5 separate regions of the Mus musculus genome follow, and regions 1, 2, 3 and 5 are each linked to region 4. A link is a contact called in public HiChIP or PLAC-seq and promoter capture Hi-C data. All regions are on one chromosome and are shown on one strand. The core of a region is the stretch at or near the end of the contact, and the rest is flanking DNA. Distances in the headings are between cores, read along the strand shown.

Evidence for each region. Promoter capture Hi-C pulls out the DNA fragments that hold promoters and counts their contacts. HiChIP or PLAC-seq counts read pairs in DNA pulled down with a chosen protein or histone mark.
Region 1: a contact with region 4 is called in an H3K4me3 HiChIP or PLAC-seq map of embryonic stem cells, with 7 times the contacts expected there. The contact joins the promoter of Cacnb1 here to the promoter of Epop in region 4. A contact is called at or near these places in 7 of 115 datasets of contacts at active chromatin or transcription factors (embryonic limb bud, embryonic stem cells, memory CD8 T cells and 2 more) and 2 of 9 other capture datasets (adipose tissue and embryonic stem cells).
Region 2: an H3K4me3 HiChIP or PLAC-seq map of embryonic stem cells shows a contact between it and region 4, with 10 times the contacts expected there. The contact joins the promoter of Plxdc1 here to the promoter of Epop in region 4. A contact is called at or near these places in 1 of 39 promoter capture datasets (embryonic stem cells), 10 of 484 Hi-C or Micro-C datasets (the G1E-ER4 cell line, differentiating embryonic stem cells, embryonic stem cells and 3 more), 8 of 115 datasets of contacts at active chromatin or transcription factors (embryonic stem cells, neural tube, pancreatic cancer cells and 1 more) and 2 of 9 other capture datasets (embryonic stem cells and pancreatic islet).
Region 3: a contact with region 4 is called in a FOXA1 HiChIP or PLAC-seq map of pancreatic cancer cells. The contact joins the promoter of Stac2 here to the promoter of Epop in region 4. A contact is called at or near these places in 1 of 39 promoter capture datasets (liver), 2 of 115 datasets of contacts at active chromatin or transcription factors (embryonic stem cells and pancreatic cancer cells) and 1 of 9 other capture datasets (liver).
Region 5: a promoter capture Hi-C map of pre-B cells shows a contact between it and region 4, with 2.7 times the contacts expected there. The contact joins the promoter of Mrpl45 here to the promoter of Epop in region 4. A contact is called at or near these places in 3 of 39 promoter capture datasets (hippocampal neurons, liver and pre-B cells), 2 of 15 datasets of contacts at CTCF or cohesin (the NIH/3T3 cell line and large pre-B cells), 3 of 484 Hi-C or Micro-C datasets (all in embryonic stem cells), 11 of 115 datasets of contacts at active chromatin or transcription factors (astrocytes, embryonic forebrain, embryonic stem cells and 4 more) and 1 of 9 other capture datasets (embryonic stem cells).

What each region holds. Positions count from the first base shown.
Region 1 is chr11:98,021,111-98,024,995 of GRCm38.p6, forward strand. It overlaps Cacnb1 (calcium channel, voltage-dependent, beta 1 subunit), which reads right to left and starts at 1,517. Exons shown (of 14, transcript NM_001282977.1): 1 at 1,232-1,517. The coding sequence starts at 1,315. It also overlaps a transcript of Rpl19 not described here.
Region 2 is chr11:97,983,979-97,988,199 of GRCm38.p6, forward strand. It overlaps Plxdc1 (plexin domain containing 1), which reads right to left and starts at 2,468. Exons shown (of 14, transcript NM_028199.3): 1 at 2,260-2,468. The coding sequence starts at 2,338.
Region 3 is chr11:98,051,870-98,055,936 of GRCm38.p6, forward strand. It overlaps Stac2 (SH3 and cysteine rich domain 2), which reads right to left and starts at 1,593. Exons shown (of 11, transcript NM_146028.4): 1 at 1,024-1,593. The coding sequence starts at 1,113.
Region 4 is chr11:97,627,412-97,631,621 of GRCm38.p6, forward strand. Epop (elongin BC and polycomb repressive complex 2 associated protein) reads right to left here and starts at 2,305. Exons shown (of 1, transcript NM_175332.3): 1 at 1-2,305. The coding sequence starts at 1,870. The coding sequence ends at 761.
Region 5 is chr11:97,313,651-97,317,612 of GRCm38.p6, forward strand. It overlaps Mrpl45 (mitochondrial ribosomal protein L45), which reads left to right and starts at 2,066. Exons shown (of 8, transcript NM_025927.4): 1 at 2,066-2,289; 2 at 3,097-3,274. The coding sequence starts at 2,224.

The DNA.
Region 1 (3,885 bases), core at 267-2,766, 390 kb after region 4:
CACACACACACACACACACACACGAATAATAGGACTGAATATTCTATGATCCTCTTTCCTTCTCTAAAACTGAGCATACAGCTAAACTAGTTTTGAGGCTCTCTACAGACCTAAGAGCATTCTACAGTGAACCTCAAGACTCTTTCACAGCACTACCTCACCCCAGCTGGGCAAAGGGAGTGGCCTTCAGAGGGACAGGGGACAGCTGAAAGGAAGGCATCAGTCAGCTGCCTCCCAGACTCCAAGGGGCCTGGGGTGGAGAGACGAAGTATTTTTAGGTCTGACCTGACCCCCCCCCCCATACACACCCATCAACCACATCATGTTGCTTACAGTTGCTCCAGGCTGGCCACAGCAATGCAAGTGTTAATGCTATCCTTGGAGAAGGACAAGTCCTAGAGAAATCCCCTGGCATGGCCACCACATGCCCTGCTGGTCATTCTAGGGGGACCTTGTATGCCCAAGAACGCCCCTACCTAGGAATAACCCAGGCACATAGGAAAAGTGAACGTGCTAGAGGGCAGCGCCCCTCCCCCAGGTAAAACAGCGACCTCCACTCCAAGACAGTGAGTTGGCACCCATCCAACTTTCCAAACTTTGGCGGCTCCCACCCCTTGGGGCAGGGGGTGGGGTAAGCTAATGTGGGTGTTGGGAGTAGGGAAACATCCAAGACAGGGATGGAGACCAGGTGACTAGGGGAGGGCCTCCCTGAGCTGATCTCTTCTCCACCTTCGAAAGCCAATGTCTGAGCCTTCGAAGGCCTGTTGGCAACGCCCTCTGACCATCGTCTAGGCCTTTTCCCAGTATTACCCCCGCCCCACCCACACCCACTAGCGCCCCTAAACGTGCTCTGCGTCGCCCCCCTCGCCCGATTCGCTCTCCAGCCTCCCTCCAACTCCGCTTCTCAAGGCCTGGATTCCCCCCAACCCCCATCAGCATCCCCGCTGTCAGCCTGCTGGAGCCAGTACCCCAGCAGCAGGAACCTGGACGCGGGGGAGACCTGGAGGCGAGGTTGACAGGCATTCCAACCGCCTCCTCTCCGCTCCGCAGCACCGCAACCCGACTCGGACCAATAGTCCATCGATCATTAACCCTCGAGAATGGAGGGTCGCGCAGACACCCCTCTCCCATCCACGCGGGGCATATAACCCTTTCCTTCCCGGGGCTTTCCAAGCCGACCCCAAGATCCGTAGGAGCGGCCCTTTCCCTCGAGCTTGCCACCTCGCCTTACCTGTGGGCTGGGGTCGAAGACCTCCATAGGGATCTCTTGGGAAGGTGGGTAAGGGCCCCGGGACATGCCGCTCTTCTGGACCATGGAGAGGATCCTCCGGTCCGGCCGCCCTCCCAGCCCAGCCGGGCGCTCTCAGCGCATGGGAGAGGCCGTCCGAGCCCAGAGCAGCGCGGCGTCGCGCAGCCAGCACCGGGTGCAGTCTCCCAGCTGGACCTCCGGCTGCACGCTCGCCGCCTTGCTTGCCCTCCCGGCTCGCGCTGTGCTCTCTGCGGCCGCTGCCGCCGTCGCCGCCGCCGCCGCCTCCGCCCCTGAAGGTTCAGCATCTCCCCCCGCCCCTCCCTCGCTCCCGCCCCGCGCCGCGGCCCCGCCCCTCGAGCCCCTCAACCGGCTGCGCGCAGACAATGGCCGAGTGGCGTAGCCCCGCTGGCCTCCAGAACGTGGAGGGGCTCGATCGCTGTCCTCCGATTAGACTGGGATGAGGGCGGCCTGCAGGGGACTAAGGGGAAACCGGCCTTGAGGCTGGGATGGAGGTGGGGGGCGTTTACCAGTGTGTGCCAAGCGTTGATGGGGGGGTGGGGAGGTGGTGAAACGCCGCTCGGTATGACTGGTACCGCCTCCCTTTCTGTCCCAAACTACTCTCTCAGCTGGTCTCCCTGAGCGACTCTAGCTTGGGCCACCGGAACTTCCCGGTCCCTGTGATCCTGGGACCTGCCTTTAACTCCTTTCTCCCCAGTGTCAGGCCCAGGCCGCCATGAAACTAGCTGAGTAGACCTCCCTCTCCAACCGGGCTCTAGGTCTACTGGCCCCAGCCGGGCCTGGATGATGGGGTGAGTGTCCAAAGAAGGCCACCAGGGACATTAGGATTGCTATCCAGGGACCCAGGAATGCTTCGACCTCATCAGTTACTGAGGTCTCATAGGCTCTTCCAAAAGGCCAGGAGTCAGGCTTGGCAAGTCCCTGTTGCTTCTAAGAGAAGGGGAAGAGGAGGAAGTATAAACGGGGGGAGGAGCTATTCAAAATTATACACCATGACTGTTGACCTAGGGTTGTCTCTCTCCTTTATCCTTGACTGAGGAACAAATGTCCCAGAACTGTGGCTCCGGCTCAGCTGGTTATTGGATCCTAAAAGGGTCGACCTCCACCAAGCAGTGGTGGAGCACACATTTAATCCCAACACTATGGAGACAGAGGCAGGTCAGCCTCATTTACATAGTGACCCTCAGGACAACCTGGGCTACATAGAGAAGCCCCGTCTCAAATAAACAAACAAGCATTCTTTGTTTCCTACAGTGTTGCTAATACTATGGTATCTTTGCCCACTGAAATTCTTGGCAAGATGAGAGAACAGTAAGAGGCCCAGAAGCTGGGTCTGATGGTGTACAGCCATGTTGGGGGCTTGAGGCCAGCCTAGATCACATCATGAGTTTGAGGCCAGCCTTAGCTACATAGAGAGACCCTGTCACAAAACATGAATGAACAAGGAGGCTGGAGAAATGGCTCAGTGGTTAAGAGCACTAGCTATTTGCTCTTCCAGAGGTCCTGAGTTCAATTCCCAGCAACCACATGTTGGCTCACAACCGTTTGTAATGGCTTCTGATACCCTCTTCTGATGTGTCTGAAGACATCTACAGTAACTCATATAAATAAAATAAACCTTAAAAAAAAACATGAATGAACAAACAAAAAAAGTCCCACAACAAAAAAATGATGGCTGGGCTTCTGGGGGTGCTTAATGAGCAGCATGGGAGCCATCTGTGGCAAGAGGACCAGTTCTTCCTCCTCCATCCAGCTCAGAGAGCAGAGAGATAAGAAGATGAAGCCGGAGCCAGTCATGGTGGCGCACGCCTTTAATCCCAGCACTCGGGAGGCAGAGGCAGGCAGATTTCTGAGTTCCAGGCTAGCCTGGTCTACAAAGTGAGTTCCAGGACAGCCAGGACTATACAGAGAAACCCTGTCTCGAAAAACAAACAAACAAAAAAGATGAAGTCAGGCAGTGGTGGTGCACGCCTTTAATCCCAGCACTTGGGAGGCAGAGTGAGGACAGCCTGGTCTTCTACAAAGTGAGTTCCAGAACCAGGGCAGTCAGGGCTACACAGAGAAACCTTGTCTCGAAAAACAAGAAGAGGAAGAAGAAGAGGAAGAAGAAGAAGAAGAAGAAGAAGAAGAAGAAGAAGAAGAAGAAGAAGAAGAAGCAGCTTTGCCAACGTCCAGTGCCCTAAAATAAAGACTATTTTCTGCGTTTTGCTTGCCTAGAGCCTGTGTGCTGTTTGGATTCCTCACTGTGGATTCTGAGAAGTGATGTTCATTCTCTGATCACATCATCTGATAAGGACCCTGAGTAGTGAGGAAACCATGAACATTGCCAACACTGGCAGGGTTCCTGTCTGCACACTGAGGACAACAGAGCCTGGCAAGAGGCAGCAGCATGGGCCTCTCTAGCTAGGAATGACAGGAGGGCCTTTAACCTCAACATTCTAGAGGCAGGGGCAGCAGGCCTCTGTGAGTACAAGGTCAGCCTGTTTTACAGAGGACGTGCAGACTGGGTAAGGTCTACAGATCCTCCCACAAAAAGGAGGAGGAAGAAGAAGAGAAGGGAGAAGAAAGAAACCCAGTCTGTTTCATAAGTTGTAAAACAATGTAGATTTTTGTTTGTT
Region 2 (4,221 bases), core at 1,218-3,717, 360 kb after region 4:
GTTCTCAGTGACAGGAGGGCATGGTCCTGAGCACAAACACTCTGCATGTCTTCCCGTAGACACAGCCCAGTGAACCAGGACAGTATGGTGGTTGCCCAGGCCCTCCCAGCAGGGTAGATCTCTCTGAGGAGGGAAGCCTGCAGCTGACAGGAAGAGCAGCAATCCCAGAAACCATTGTGAGGAATCTGAATTTTAGTCAACAGTATATTAGTTTATTGGGAGGCCCCTGGTGGGCAAGGAGGAAACTGAAAGCAGATTAAGGTTGGTTGGGTTACAAAACATCTGTTTGGCCCTGACTCTAGAGACAAGCAACCTTGGCTCAGAACATAGGTGACTGCAGGGATTGCTTGTGAGTTTCCAAAATGGCTGCCTGAAAGATTCTCCCTTCTGTGTGTATCCTGGATGTCTTTGGTTTCTCTGGGACCAGACCATCAGTGACCCCTTCCTGGGCCTGGAGGCCATCTTCCTCTCTGCCTGACTACAGGCTGCTTCTGGGCTCTCCTCAGTAGACTCCTTCCTTCTTCAGGTCATCGATGCCTCCTGTGTCCCTTGTAAGGATGATGATGGGAACAAGACTGTAGGGATGGAGGAACACCAGCCCTGATGGGGACACCATTGCCCCAGGTGGAGCTAGGCCTCCTTGGGTCCCCCACTCCCACCCCCTCATTGACCTCAGGGGCTCTATCATACAGAGCAAGCAGCCAGTCTCCATGAAGGACCCCTCCCAGCCTTCCCCATTCCCCCACATCCTCAGATGGCCTCTACAAAACCTTACTACCAAACCCAGCCCAACCTGGGATGAGTCAACAATTGCCCTGACGGCTTTTTACAGCTTCCTAGGGTCTAACCTCAATCTCACTTGCTGCAGATGCCCGATGTCTTCCAGATGAATCTAAAAGCAGAGACGGCTAAGTAGTCTGTACTTACAAAAGTGACACTTGTCTCTGGGTCCCCTGATGTAGCCAGCTCCCTTCCTCAACCCTCTCCTCGGCCCAAATCCCTCATCAACCCAGCCATATCTGAGTTCAGGAAACACACCAGCCTAAGGCTGAAAAGGACTCGGGACTTAACCCACTCAGTCCCTTTCTAGTTACCATTTTAAGATAAATTATCAGTTGCCTGTACCTGTCCGAGAAGTAAAGAATATCTTAAGGGGGAAAAATAATCTTTCATAACTCCACCTTCAAGAGCCAAAGATTTAGTCAAGAACCTCTTTTTATACATCAAAAACTGAGCCCAGAGAAAGTAACTTGGGTAAGTAACTCGCCCAAGGTCACACAGCAAGTGAGACAACAGAACTAAAAGCTAAGTGCTCAGCTACCTTCTGTGGGAGCCACCATGGACACCGATGGGTCCACACTAGTCTCTGGACATGTGACTTCTCTGTCCTCTACCCCCGCAGTCACCACCAGCATCCTCCACTCATACCATCTCATCCCAACCCAGATTCATTTGGACTACCTACCTACCGTGACCATCAAAGTCAAGAACACAGTTAGGCACTATGCTGACACAACAGCAAGTGGGACACTCACTTCCCTTTTAAGGAGCTTGTGAAATCACCCTTATTCCCAGCCCCCACCTCCCCGAGAAAGCCTGGGTGCAGAAACTAAACCATATATATTTTTAAAAACGGCCTTTCTTGATAACGTGAGGGATTCAAAGTAGATCCCTGAAAGGACCTCAAGAGGAAGAAATGGCTTGAGAAACTGGTCTAGAGGAAAGAGGAGTGTGCAGAATGGAAGCTCCTCCTCCACCCTCACCCCCTTACCTCCATGCTCAGCCTGTGCAACTGAGAACCGAGCAGAACCTAGCAGGGGGGAGAAGGGAACCCTTGACCCTGGGAGATCGGGGAGCAGCTGGCTGCTTTTTCCTGGGGTCCCTGCCTCTCCACCAGTACGCAATAGGTAGGGGAAGCAAGTTAGACGGCCAGGCTGGTGCCAGGATGTCTCCCATCCTCCGGCGACTCCCACGCAGTCACAAGCCCAACTGGGACCCCACCTAGAGCAGCTGAGAGAGGCAGCAGGGAAGAGCATGGAAAAGAAAAGCAAACGCCTCTCTGAAATGATCGCCGGTCCCTGTGACTATTCTGGAGACCCCGGCCTGGGTCCCTCCACGTCCTTCCGACAGCAGTAGGAGGTGCGCACCCTCTGTGCGCACACAGAGAAAGTAGGGTCCTTGTCCCCTATCCCTGGCGTCCTGAGGACAGGACCCAGGTCCCGCTGGCGGGTCTGCACCTGCCCTGGCCGCGCGTCCTACCTGCGGGTGTTGCGGGACTGAGCGCGCGCGCGGCCCCGCGGAGTAGCAGCAACTGCAGCAACCAGAGCTGAGCTCGCATGGTGGGCGCGGACGACCTCCGGGTCTGCGCGGCGGCGGCGGCGGCTGCAGAGGGAGCAGCCCCGGGCTGGGCGAGCGGGGAGCGGGAGCGGAGCGGGCAGGGCGAGCGAAGCACGGCGCTGCGGCCTTGGGGAGCGCGGGCGGGAGAACCCAGAGGGCGGGGCGCAACGCTGGGGTCCCCGCCTCCCGGAGCTCCGCGCCGCACCCCACGGGACCCGGGACCGCGCCGGGACATCTCTGGTTACCGAGAGAACCCCGCTGCCCCAGAAACCTAAGTAAAAGGCCGAGGTGAAGGGCCCCAGGAAGCGCCCCTACTTGGGCCGTTGGCTCCCACCACCCATCCCAAGAGCATGCGACTTTCTGAGCTAGTCCTTGTACTTCTGTGGCTTCCTGGTGTTCTACATAAGTGCACACACAGACACGCACCAGGAATCTCCCGCAGTCGAACCGCGCCCCCCCCCCCCGCCCCCCAGCTTCTACCCCAGAAGAGGCACGAATTGCGTCTCCCCAGTTGACTGCTTCACAGCCCATCTCCAGCACCGACCCCACCCCATTCCATCCCACACCCACACCCCCCTCCCGTCCAGCAGACATGTAGGTGCTCGAGACTGGCACATTCCCACTTTGAAACAGCTCGGTGCCCCTTCCACAGAAAGGCCAGATCAGTCCAAGATAGACCCAGAGCCAGAAGTGGCGCCCACTGCCACCACACTTTACCGGACTCTGGGAATAGGGCACTTCCCCCCCACCCCACCCCCTTCAAGTATGGAATAAAAATACCCGCAATTTAGGAGATTTAATAGACGGCATGGAATCAGGTCAAGGCACGAAGGTGCCTGTGACCTACTTCATGGGAAGGAGAAGAACTGGGGCCTAGAGAGTGGAGAGGACTGAGGGGCCCCTGGCTTCCTCTGTGTAGGGGACCTGGAGAGTGCGGAAAGAAAGGGTGCAGAGACTGCTTCCTGGGACTTATCCCCAGAAGAAGGCTGCAGCTGGGGACAGAAGTAGAGTGTGGGCTTAAGTAGGTGAGTGGCCTGGCACTGAGGTCAAAAGAAGGACCAAGAAAGGAAATGAATCCCAGTGTCACTCTCCTCTGGGTCCAAAAACCTAGAGGTGGTCTCCCCAAGACCTCAATATAATATTATGTAATACTATGAGCCAAGGCAAGCCCCGCAACCAAAGGGACTTTTGTTAGTTTTCCAGGTAAGGACTAACGCCGTCGACCAGGTTGGTTTCGAACTCACGATCACTCTTCAGTTTATTGAAGGGATTACAGAGGTGAGCCCACCAAACCTAGCCAGCCATTGACTTTCTAATTCCTTGCCTGAATTCTCCCAGGACAGCCTCTGGGGTATCGAAGAAACCGTCCCTTCCAGATGTGGCCTCCTACCGCCACCCAGTGGACCCGTGATGAGCCACGGGGCTGCCGTTTAGCTGATCTCTTGAAGAGTTAAGAGACTGCCCGCGCAGGCGCCGCGAAGGGCCTCTATAGTGTTCCAAGATGGACCTCCAGCCTCAATTCTGGTGTCGTCGTGCGCGGTCAGTCTCGGTGCCCGTTCTCCATAAAGTCTTGTATTGGGGCTCAGGCAAAAGCAACAACTTGGAAATATTAGAAGCAAATGGCGTGGACAAGTTTCTAACCGTAAGCCTCTAGAACTTGAGCATGCACGGGAAGTACTTCTCAGAACGCATATTTCTAGCCCCACCCAGGGATAGTTCACTGGGTCAGAGAGGAGGCCAAGAATCTTCATGTCTAGCACGAGCCCAAGTCCCGTGGTGCTAGTCACATTCGGAGAGCCACTGCCCTGAAAATTCCCAGTTCCTTACCACCGTCCCCGCTCCCTGACTGTTTGGGAGTTGGCGATGGAAATATTGCCATAAAAA
Region 3 (4,067 bases), core at 343-2,842, 420 kb after region 4:
TAGGGAAGGGAGAGGGCTCCCTCCCACAGTATCCTCTCTTCCCATTTCCCGGCGCTCAGATAGCTTCCCACAGAACTTCATGAACATCTAGAAGTTGGGGAGGGGGCAGACTCATTAGGAGTGGGAGGTGGAATGTAAGCGACAGCCTCCCCCACCTCTTTCAGTGCCCGCAGTCTGGGCTCCGCCTGCCTTCATAGGAGAATAATTTATTCATTGTGACTCCCGCAAGAGTAACAATCATAGATAATTAGGGTTAATTATGACATTCATTAATTACGATGACTTCTTCTTTTGATTCTGCCCTCTCTCCTCCCCTCTCCTGGTTCTCCAAGCGGGGGGTGGGGCTGCCTCTGGCTCTGGAACCGCAACACTCCGGGTCCCCGCCCGCCACCGACGGCCCGCGCTGCCGCAGCCCCCAGCGCCGGCTTGAAAGCTGCGCACCCGGGGCCGCAGCCTTTCGGGCCCCCAGCCTAACCGGTCCGCGAGGTGCGTGCCAGGCTGCTGTGGGTCAGAGAGGGACGCCGGAGACACACAGAGGAGCACGTAGGGAAGCAAAGAGAAGCGGAGAGTCTGCACGCTCCGAGGAGACGGTTGTGGCTAGGAATTCAGAGGCAGGAGAGAGGGGGCCCCGGGGAGCCGCAGACAGCGATGTGGCGGCCCCGGGAGGGTGCGCCCCGCACGCACACACGCGCGCGTACACCGGCCCACACCCGCTACACACGGCCACACACGCCCTGCGCCTCCGCTGCGCCGATTCCCTCCAACAAAGCCGAGTTACAACCGCCCAGGAGGGAGCCGGAGCGCGTCGGCGCCTCGCGCGTTCTGGCGGGTCGTGCTCGTGTGATCTGCTCCTTGGGTCCCCTCGTCGCGAACCCTCTCCTCCTTCCCCGGCACGGCGCGCAGCCTTAGGAATCACGCGGGCCCGGTTTAGCTTCCGTAACCCCAAAGGGACCCAGCCACTGTGATCAGCGCTCCAAGTCAGAGATGCCCGGGCGGGGCCAGGCCTCGCACCCCACGACTTACCTTGGTTTCTTGGAGGGTGGAGACGGTCCCTGGGGGGGTATGGGTGGCCGCGTCATCCGGTTCATTCTCCTTCTCGCTCATTTCGGTCATGGTTGGGGTATAAAGGAAGAGAGGGTGCGGAGACCCGACGGCAGGCCCGCTGGGGTCAGGCTGTGAGTGGCGGGCGTCTCTTTGGGACTCTCAAGCCTTTCTCCAGGGGCAGCTCTTCAGTGACCCCAGGAGAAACCCTCCCAGGCAAAGCAGCCCCCTAACCCCAGGCACCAGGGGAGAAAGTTGTCGGTGTGGCAGGGGAGAGGGAGGCAATTACCCCGAGCCGCGGAAGCTGGACGACCCGGGGTGTGAGGACCAAGGGTCTGCAGAGGATGCTGCGCTCCGCGGGAGGAGGAGGGAAGTAGGGATGCGCGGATGTGCAAAGCCAGGGAACGACCGAGCTGTCCGAGTCCGGCCGGCTCCGCCGTCCTCTGCGCCCGCCCCCCATCTCCCTCCCCCTCCCCGCGCCGGCCCCAGCCTTGCACCCGGCGGCCCCTCCGCCCAGTCCTAGCCTCCCAACTTTGATTTAGGAGGTCGCCTGGTCCCTCCCCCTTCCCTCCGCCACTCCCCCGCGCAGCTATGCAAATGAAGGTTCTCAGCTATTGGCTGCGGTGGTGGCTAGGAGGGCCAGCTGGGTGGAGTCTTGGGGGGCTCGACAAGATGGGGAGGGGTTTGGAGGGTAAAGAAGCGGAGGGGTAGTTTTACAATGGAAAGCCCGAAATGGGGGCCGATAGGTGGGGAGACAAAATTGAAGGAGGGCTGGGACAATGATACTAGAGTCTGGAAATGCAAATAATTCGAGGATGCCGCAGAATAGCCGAGAGGAAAATCAAAGTTACAGCGTTCTGATAGTGCACATTGGAAGATGCCGCACCTTGACAGAGAAAAAGACCCGCTCGCCCCATTAACTTGATGCCTTTCTAGAATCTCATCAAATTATACATACCACTACTAGACTTATAGACGCTCCCTGAAGCAGAGAACAGGCTGTTTTGTGTGTGTTTATGATCCGCGTGCTCTTATGTCTGACTGTATGAGAAGCGCACGTGTGAGTTTGGTTGGCAGAGGTTAGCTTCCAGTTCCATTCCTCAGGAGCCATCTACCAAGAAATTTGAGTCTGAGTCTCTCATTGTAAGCCAATTTGGCTAGAGTGGCTGGCCGTGGAGCCCCAGAAATCCTGTCTACTTTCCCAGTGCTGTGGATTTGGCCCTTTTAAATAGAGGCTGGAGATTAAAGTCAGGCCCTTATACTTGAATGATTTTAAACTATCCTAGCGTGCCGGGGCGTGGTGGCACACACCTTTAATCCCAGCACTTGGGAGGCAGAGGCAGGAGGATTTCTGAGTTCAAGGCCAGCCTGGTCTACAGAGTGAGTTCCAGGACAACCAGGGCTACACAGAGAAATCCTGTCTCAAAAAACCAAACCAAACAAAACAACAACAACAACAAAAAACTATCCTAGCAGTCTACATTTTTTATTTTTGAGACAGGGTCTGTCTATGTCTCCCAGGTTGGCCTGGAATGCACTATGTAGCCCAGGCTGGCTTCAAACGCATCATCTTCCTGCTGCAGTCTCCCTAATGTTAAGGTTACAGACTGAAGACACCTTAATGAGTCAAAAGTGAAGCCAAACCAGGCATGGTGGTGCATGCCTATAATACCAGCAACCGAGAGCCAGAGGAAGCCATATCTCTCTGTGAATTTCAGGCCAGTCTCATCTACAAAGTAAGTTCAGACCAGTTAAGATTATAGTGAGATCCTATCTCAAAAGAAAAAATAGCCGGGCGGTGGTGGTGCACGCCTTTAATCCCAGCACTTGGGAGGCAGAGGCAGGTGGATTTCTGAGTTCCAGGCCAGCCTGGTCTACAGAGTGAGTTCCAGGACAGCCAGGGCTACACAGAGAAACCTGTCTTAAAAACTAAAAACAAAAAACCAAAATCAAAAACAAAAAAATAAAAAATAAAAATAAAACAAAACTCAAACTGAAAAAAAGGCTAGGGCAGACAGCTTTTCGTTGTGGATGGAAAATCAGGCAACCATGAGCCTTAGTTTTCCTGTCTGGACTTGAGCAGAAATGGACTTCCATTATCATCCAGGAAGTCTCCAAACCTCTCTAAGTTAGGCTCTTCTAAAATCCTGCAACACCTGAAATATGGTCACCCATAGGCCCTGGTGTTCTCTCCCCACTCAGTCTGAAGGTGCTTCCTCTTATTCCTCTTCCTCTTCTAAAATATCTTTATTCTTATTTTATGTGCATTAGTGTTTTGCCTACATGTGTAGGTGTGAGAGTGTCAGATTCCCTGGAACTGAAGTTACAGACAGTTGTGAGCTGCCACATGGGTGTTGGGAATTGAACCCAGATCCTCTGGAAGAGCAACCAGTGTTCTTAACCACTGAGCCATCTCTCCATCCCCTAAAGGTGCACCTTCTAATGCATGGCTATAAACCCGTACTTATTTCCCCAGGCCTTCTGTTTTTCAGCACCCTTCTGGCCCTGAGCCGATTTGGCCTGATCAAGGATGCTATGTGTGGATGGAGACACGTCTGGGCTCATGCGTGCTGCCTCCTCTGCTGTCGGTGGTGGCACTCAAGGACTCAGGTGATGGAAGCGACCAGCTCCATGTGAGGCCTGAAGGGCAGAGTGGCTATCCTCTCAAGGATAAGATTACCCTTGGAGCCTTACTCAGGCTCCTGTGTCCAGGAATAGAGCTCCCGATTGCCAGTGGTAGAATAGGACACGGGCAGGTGTTCAGGCTGCTGTGGGGGCTTAGATCCCTCCCCCCTCCAGCTCTATTACCTCCAGCTCAATGGCAGCTGCAGAATTCCTCTGGCTCCTGACTCTACTGAAAGGAACCAAGGTGGATACTGAACTCAGCCCTCCAAAGTGTCTCCCCAAAGGAACCCTCATGATTAGCCTTTGAAGACCCTCCTGCCCCTCTGAGGATTGTACCCCCATAGCCCATTTGTTTTCCTGGGCAGCACGGGACACCGAGAATCATGAGGCTCTCTACCAGC
Region 4 (4,210 bases), core at 1,055-3,554:
ATTCCATCTTCCATCATTTTCCCCGGGAGTTTTTGGCTCCTTCCCCGGGCAAAGCCAGCCTTGGGCCACACAGCATGGCCCTCTTCCTCCTTTCCTCTCAGAATGTGAGGAGAACGCTGAGGCTGGAGGTCTCTTTCCTTCATCCAACCTTCCGGCAAAGGGAAACTCCAAAACTGGACAAAAGGGTAAAGTCTGCTGGCTGGGACTGAAGATCTTGACAAGGGAAAATCACCTGAACTTGGGGAGGGGGAGGACTACGGAGAGAAAAGAGGGAGGTGTAAAGGGTTAAAGGTCTGGGCAGTGGGGGGTGGGGGATGCCCCCAGGGAGCTGTCAATCACCTTCAAACCCCAACCACAGCCCCCACACCGCTAAACTGACCCTCATTCAAACATGGAAACAACCGGTTTGTCCATCACCAAGGTCCGTCCCTCTGTCCCTTTCTTTTGGTCTTCGGGCCTTAGCCGCTGTGCTCCCCTGCGGTGAAGGCTCTGCCCGCCCGCAGGGAGGACGGAGATGGTCACTAAGCTTTCTGCAGGCTTTCCCGGACGCCAGTCCTTGGATCTTCCACAAAGATGAGTAGAAAGAGCATCAGCCGGACCTCTCGGGTGCTTGAAGATCACTGTCATTTGAGGTCCCGCGGGCCACAGCCCATAAAATGCAAAGCAAAGATCAGCCAAATTTCAGAATCGATGCTCCCTCCTGGAGCCCTCAGTCTGTCCGGGGAACCCAACTTGCCCCCGGGTAGAAGAGGTCCGACGCTCATAGTTCTTCCAAGTTGACCCACCAGGATTTGAGACCCGGGGGCTCAGGGACAGCGGGTCCTCCCATCTGCCACTTCCACAGCGGGTGGGCAGGCGGCGGCTTGGCGTCTCCCTGGAGGCGAAGCGAGGAAGCCGGCCCTAGGTCTCCGTTCTCTTCCACCACCAGAGCTGGGGGACAGGGGAAGCAGTCAAGGAGGCTGAAGGTGCTCGATGTAGGAAGCGTCGGGACGGGCCGCCGTGGCTGCACACTGGGCGGGGGCGGCGCTGGCCGCCGTCGTTTCTTGGCTGCTCCACGGGCTTTGGCCGCGGGCCGTTCGGGCCCTCGGCGCAAACTTGGAGTGTCCAGGGCGAACCCCTTCGCGTAACACCAAAGTTTCGAGCGGCGGATCAGGCGGTTGAAATGTTCCTGGCGGAGATCGCGGGGCGGGTCCGGTGCTGCGTCTGCCGTCGAGGGGCTGAGCGCGGGTGCCTCAGGCGCGGTCGGCGCAGGGTCTCCACCCCCTGGAGCCTCGGAGGCCGGCACAGGCTGCTCGGAAGGCGCAGGCTCCGGGGAGAGGCCCGCAGGTGGCGACGGAGGCGGGGAGCCGGGCTCAAGGGGCGGACTGCTAGCTGCATCAAGACCCCGGGCTGGCCTGGGCGGGGACCAGGCGGGGTTGGTCGGAGAGTCCTGAGGACGCAGGGGAGCAGGGCAGCGGCCCGGAGGTGCGCAGGAACCAGCGCCGAAGTGCGGGAAGCCGCCTCCGCCCTCTTCCTCCTCTCCACCGCCTGGGCACACCGCGACGTCTGCATCCTCGCGGGCCGGGGAGCTCACGTCGCTCGGCCGCCCGGCCTGTCCCCCGAGGTGCTTCAGGCCGTCCGCGGCCCAGCCTCCTGTGCATGGCGAGGCCGGGGGGCCCAGCAGCACCGGGGTCCGCGGCGCCAGCTCTCCAGGCCCCAGGCCCAGGGAGGACGGCCGGGGTTTGGCAAGGGCGCAGAAGGCGAGGGCACGCAGGCACAGTGGGGAGAACTCTGGGGTCCCCCGACGCGGCTTCAGGGGCGTAGGCGAGCAGGGAGACCCCCGCGGGGAAGCGGGCACTGCCAGGCGGGGAGGAGGACACAGAGTCTCCATGGAGCAGCCTTGGGGGTCGCCCACTGCGGGGGCCCTGGTCCCAACGGCGGGATACCCCGGCGGCCCGAAGAGCCTGCGGGCCAGGGGAACATCGCCCCCCGTCGACGGGGAGGTCTGTGCTCACGGGCGTCCGGGGCCCACCACCAAGAGCCCGCGGCGGCGCTCCGGCTCTCTCCTCGGTATCGTCACGCGGCCCTCGCCGCGGCCGGACTCCTGGGTCCCCGCGCGTCCCCGGTGCGATCGGTCGCGCTTCCTGCCGCCGCGTTCCCGGCGCAATGCCCGGCACGATCACCCCTCAACGCCGAGGCGGGGGCAAACAAAGCAGCCGGCGCTCGCCGCCGGCGGGAAGGACCCCGGCCCGGCGCCCGGTGCCCGGGCCCAGCGGCGGGGAGGGCGCCTTCCGCCCTCTCAGCTTCTTTCTTCCCCGCTGGCTCCGGAGACCGCGTTATAGAGAACTGCCCCCTCGCTGCCCCAATACCAGCGCCGCGGCTGCGAGCCCGCCTCTGATTGGGCGCTGCTGCTCTGACGTCACGTAGACCCCACCCCTCTGGCGGCACGGCCCCCGTCCCCATTCCGCACACAGACACACACACGTGGACCCGGAGCTGCTGGGCTGGAGGGCGGAGAGCAGGGACGCGTGGATCTAGGCGCGCGCGGGTGGAAGTGCGAGGGGCCAGACGCACGGCTCCTGGTGGCCTGTTGATGGCCTGGGATCGTTTTAGCTGGTCGCAGGTCCAGTCACTTGTTTACCCAGTAGAAGTCGCGGTTTTTCCGCATCTGTAAAATGGGAAAGTTTGTTTCAGCCCTTTGGAAGAAAATGGTGCTCCGTGAATTCAGAGAGACAAACTCAAAACCAACGTAGAGGAAAAAGATGAAGCCGAGCGTCGGTGGCTTAAGAGCTTGGTGTAGCAAGGAGTCGCTTGCTAAGAGTGTCCTGTGGTCTTTGCTCAGGGCCGGTAGAACAGGGGCCTGGCACTCGGGAACTCAAAAGCAAACAAAAACGCTTGTAGAGTGAATGATTAGGAATTCGCTATATATGTGCAAGATTCATAAAAGAAAAAAATAAATTTGGAGAAAGGGGAGCTTCGACACACCCACGGAAGACAATAAGCTGACTTTCTCTCCGTACTTGTTTCCTTTTCTTGGTGAAGTATGGAAGTGCCCCACATCTTAACGGAATTCCAACGCGCTGGCACCGTTGGGAGCCTCCAGATCCCAGGACTCGACCATCTGGATCCTGAGCGACCTGAATGGGTGGAAAAGACCAAAAACCTTACTCTCCATCCACAAACAAAAAGTGAATAATTTCCAGAACATGCTCTGATAATGTACACATCTCTCACATCTCTTCCCCTCTAGTTCCTACACAGCCTGCTCATTTGTGAAACTGGCTTGTTCCTTAGTGCTGACCTCTCCTCGGAGTCTAGAAAGAGCTGGTGCCCTGGCTGCACAGTCGAGCCCAGCGGCCAGTAGAGCATCCAGTCTTGATCACTGCTATATCCCTACTGCCCAAACGGCACAATAAACATTTGTGAGTCTTTGGGCTATTCATCGTCATCCTAAAATCAGGTTAGAAACAGCTGCTTTTCATCTGCAGAAGTACACGAGATTTATATGTTGGCTTGGACTAGGGGTAGGATGAGACTGAGGGATACAGATTTTTCTTCTGAGCCAGGGCAAAAGAAAGCTCTCCCTCCCTCGCTGATAGGGTCTCACCCACCATGTGGCCTGGAACTCCAGCGTCTGGCTTCACCCTCCCGAGTGCTACACTTAACATGTACAATCGCTTTTTCTGTACCAGGACAAATGATGCAGCTTGCATCCTCATCCTCCCAGCGGTGACAATAGACACACTGTTTTTCTAAATAACATCAAACAAGACCTGAGAAGAAAGGGATGGGAGGATGGGCCCCCCCCCCCCCCACACACACACCCTTTCCTTGGCAGAGACCCAAGGTAAAGCTTCAAAGTGGGACTTACTGATGAAGAGGGTTCAATATTCTGATCTCCCACTTCCCCTACCCCAGGTTTCCTCTAAGGAACAGCTGTCATGAAGTGGGTGGGTCCCTCTGGGGTCCTGCCAGGTCACATGTTTGAACTGGATCTAACCTCCAGGCTCCTTTGCCCATAGAGCCCTCACCCTACTTTAATCTCTCTCTCTCTATCTGGAAGACATTATAGAAGGTGGGTGATCTGCACTAGGGAGGGGGTTGGAAGCCTTAGCAGGATGTTTTTGGCTTAGAGAGAGAGACATCTAACTCCATGCTCTTCTCTAGGTTCTGTGACAGATGTCTGAGATCAGCCTTGGCCCACTGCAGGAGCTTGGCCTGGGAGGCTCCT
Region 5 (3,962 bases), core at 816-3,315, 310 kb before region 4:
CTGAGTGATAGGAAGTCCAGCCCCTGGGCTGGAAATTTCAGCATAGAGGGTAGGACATGCCAGCCATGCCCTGTAACAGGTAAGGACTAAGGGATGCTGGGAGAACCTGGAGCCCAGGTCTGCTTTGGCATATTAAATATCCAACTTAGCCTCTTGTCGTGAGTCTGAACCCCCCCCCAATATATATATATATATATATGTGTGTGTGTGTGTGTGTGTGTTGTATGTTTGTGTGTATACATATACATACATGTACACACACACACCCTGCTGCTAACAAGGACTCCTATTCTTTAGGTTCAATTTAAAAGTCTTACTAGGCCGGGCGTGGTGGTGCACACCTTCAATCCCAGCACTCAGGAGGCAGAGGCAGGCAGATTTCTGAGTTCGAGGCCAACCTGGTCTACAAAGTGAGTTCCAGGACAGCCAGGTCTATACAGAGAAACCCTGTCTGGAAAAAACAAAACAAAACAAACAAACAAACAAAAGTCTCACTAGGAAAAATGGGAAAGAAAAGTCTGCCTTATAGGATTTCCTTTTCACTGTTGTTTAAGAGATTTTTAAATGTGTGTGGATGCTTAGCTGCCTATCTTTATGTGTACCATGTGTGTAATGCCCTCAAAGTCCAGAAGAGGGCATCAGATCCCCTAGAATTGGATTTACAGGGGCATATGCGTCACCATGTGGATGCTGGGACCCGAACTTGGGTCCTCTGCCAGAGCAGCAAGGACTCTTTTTTTTTTTTTTTTTTAAGATTTATTTATTTAATGTAAGTACACTGTAGCTGTCCTCAGACACTCCAGAAAAGGGAGTCAGATCTTGTTACGGATGGTTGTGAGCCACCATGTGGTTGCTGGGATTTGAACTCCTGACCTTCAGAAGAGCAGTCGGGTGCTCTTACCCACTGAGCCATCTCACCAGCCCAGCAAGGACTCTTAACACCTGAGCCATCTCTATAGTTTCTATTTTCTTTTTTAGTTTTTGTTTGTTTGTATTTTTCTGAGGGAGGGTTTTCTCTGTGTAGCCCTGGCTGTCCTGGAACTCTCTTTGTAGACCAGGCTGGCCTCGAACTCAGAAATCTGCCTGTCTCTGCCTCCCGAGTGCTGGGACTAAAGGGGTGCGCCACCATGCCTCAAATTTTCCAAAACAGCTAATCAAAAGTAACAGTGACCACCTAAGAATCCATCTCAGAGTGAACCAAATCATATTAGGTACTGATAGGGAATTAGCTTGCAGTAGCCGAGAAACTGAGCAGAGGCCAGGCAGACATGGGTTAGGATGTGTTACATAGTCTGTGTGGCTCCAGGATGACCTGGTTATCACACTGGGATTCCTTTAACCACTGAATGTGAAGCGATTTTGGAGTTGTTAAACTCTATGTACCTGACTCTCAGTTCTGCCAATTATTTGTTTAAATTTGAATTACATATTTAGTATCTCTGGCCCAACCATATATGTAAAAGCAGGAATATTTATTGCTTGTGGTGAGGATTAAGTTGATATATGTAAAATGCTTAAATTGCCAGGCGCCTAGTAAACAATTTTGAAATACCAGTTATTACCAAATTTGGTAAGTGGTATTTTTGGAAATGATATGTTTTGGGAAATGACAGATTCTTGTTAACCCACGTGCCTTTTGCTTTTCAGTAATCACAGCGGTCAGCTTCCCTAACGGAAAGGTATGAAAGAATTTTCACATAGAAAACTAGGTTGGTTAAAGGTTTAAGGTTATACTGCATTTTGAGGTCAGAAACACACCCAGAAACTATCATTTTCGCCCTAAATACCTCCAGTGAATTCCTTGTAATGAAAGAAAACACTTATCTTAAAGGCTTCTGATTTCAGAGGGAAGCACTTTTTCGTTTTTTTCACCGATTGTAAATAAGGTGTAACAATGTGTTAAGGAACCAGGAATGCAGCAACCAGAGTCCCACAGAAGCCTCCTGCGCAGGCGCAGCTGGCTCTCCCCGTCTCCGACTGGCGCGTGACAGCCGTGCGGTTTACCCTACTTCCAAAGTGGTTTCATTGCGCACGCGCGAACCCACTGCGCGTGCCCGCGCGCCCCTCCCCTGGAGAGCGTGCGCGTGCGCGCGACTCACCTTTCGGCCTGGGGCGCGCGCCCTGGAAAATTCCACTCCCCAGCTCGCTCCGCCCTCTGCGCCTTTTCTCCGGCTCGGTGATCTGCGGCTAGGCTAGCATCCCGGCGGCCTTTGCGCGAGCAAAATGGCGGCCCCCGTACCTCGGGGCTTGTCCTCCTTATACAGGACTTTGGGATGGTGGTCTCGGCAGGTGGGTAGAAATGAAGCGAATGAAATTTTTAGGGACACAAAGAGGAGGATAGAGTAGAGGGGAATAATCATGCTGTGGGCGTTGCTGAGTTTGGACCATACGAGTCAGACTTCATCTGGAGAAGAATTTGAGGTGTATGCGATCCCCTCTAGACAAGTCTCTCTAGACAGCCTAGACGAGGCTGAGCATTAAGCTTCTTTACGTTAATTCTAGTCTTTGGAGAGAAGATGTTAAAAAGGAAAGTAATGGCTTGGAAGATGAACCAGCTCTTTTACATTCTTAAAAAATTTTTTTTTGAAAAGGATAGGAGTTTTGTCTTATCCTAGAGGGAAAAGGTCACCTGACTTCGTAAAAGTTTATTGGTCAGTTAGGAGCTAGAAGCAATTTGCTTCTGAAAAAGCAAAACAGAAGTGTGGGGGAAATGCCAGGGAGATCTTGTTTAATGCTTTAGTAATAGCATTCCACTCTTTTCAGAAATGGGTTAAGTGAGGTTTACAATTAAACTGAAAGTTCTTTGGCACTAGGACCTCTGCTTTAATCATCTCTGTATACAGTAGTACTGCAGAATGTATTAAAGGAAAGTTTTTACTGTTGATTGATGTGAATACAGGTTATTAATTGGCTTGTGGCAAAAGCCATCCCTAGGTGTTCAAAAAGTAATATCGTTTCTCCATAATAGTCATTTCATAACTCCTGAAGCATTCTTTAATGGGATGTCTTTCTATAAGACTTTGCAAACAGTTTGCTCAAGATAGATTTATCCTTTCCAAATCACCTATACGCTAACTTTTTTTTTTCATCTCCCAGCCCATTCTGGTGACTCAGTCCACAACTGTAGTTCAAGTTAAAACCAAAAGCCGTTTTAGACCCCCAACTCCTGAACCCAAGTACAAAACAGAGAAGGAGTTTTTGGAGTATGCCAGGAAAGCGGGATTGGTCATTCCACAGGAACGGTTGGAGCGCCCTATACATTTGGCCTGTACAGGTAAGGAACTATTTCTGGGATCCTGGTTCAGTTCTCTATTGTCAGAGGTCTGGTGTATGCTTTAGACTCTGATTGATAGCAATAAATTAACCACTAAGTGGGGCTGGAGATATGACTTAGCGGGTAAGAGTACTGACTGCTCTTCCAGAAGTACTAAGTTCAATTCCCAGAAACCTCACTACCATTAGTGGCTCACAACCATCTGTAATGGGATCCGATGCCCTCTTCAGGTGTGTGTGTCTGAAGACAGCTATAGTGTGTACTCATATAAGTAAGTCTTTTTTAAAAAGATTAAAAAAAAGAATGAACCACCAAGTTCACCCTCAGTAATGATTTACTTTTATAAACTATATTTCAAAAAGTCAATTTTGTTTTGTTTTTACAGAACTTGGGGTTAGATATAGAACTAAACAAGCAGTCTACCGCTGAGCTACACACTCCTGTTCTCCCTTTCCTTTTGCCTTTACCACAGGTGGATCCTCCTACATAAATAGTAGCTGAGACCTAGGGCTGTACCTCTAGTCCTGCTCATGAGGTCATCCTTATTTGTTTATTTATTTATTTATTTATTTTATGTATATGAGTAAACTGTACCTGTACAGATAGTTGTGAGCCTTTATGTGGTTGTTAGGACTTGAATTTAGGACCTCTGCTCACTCCAGTCAACCTCACTTGCTCAGGCCCAAAG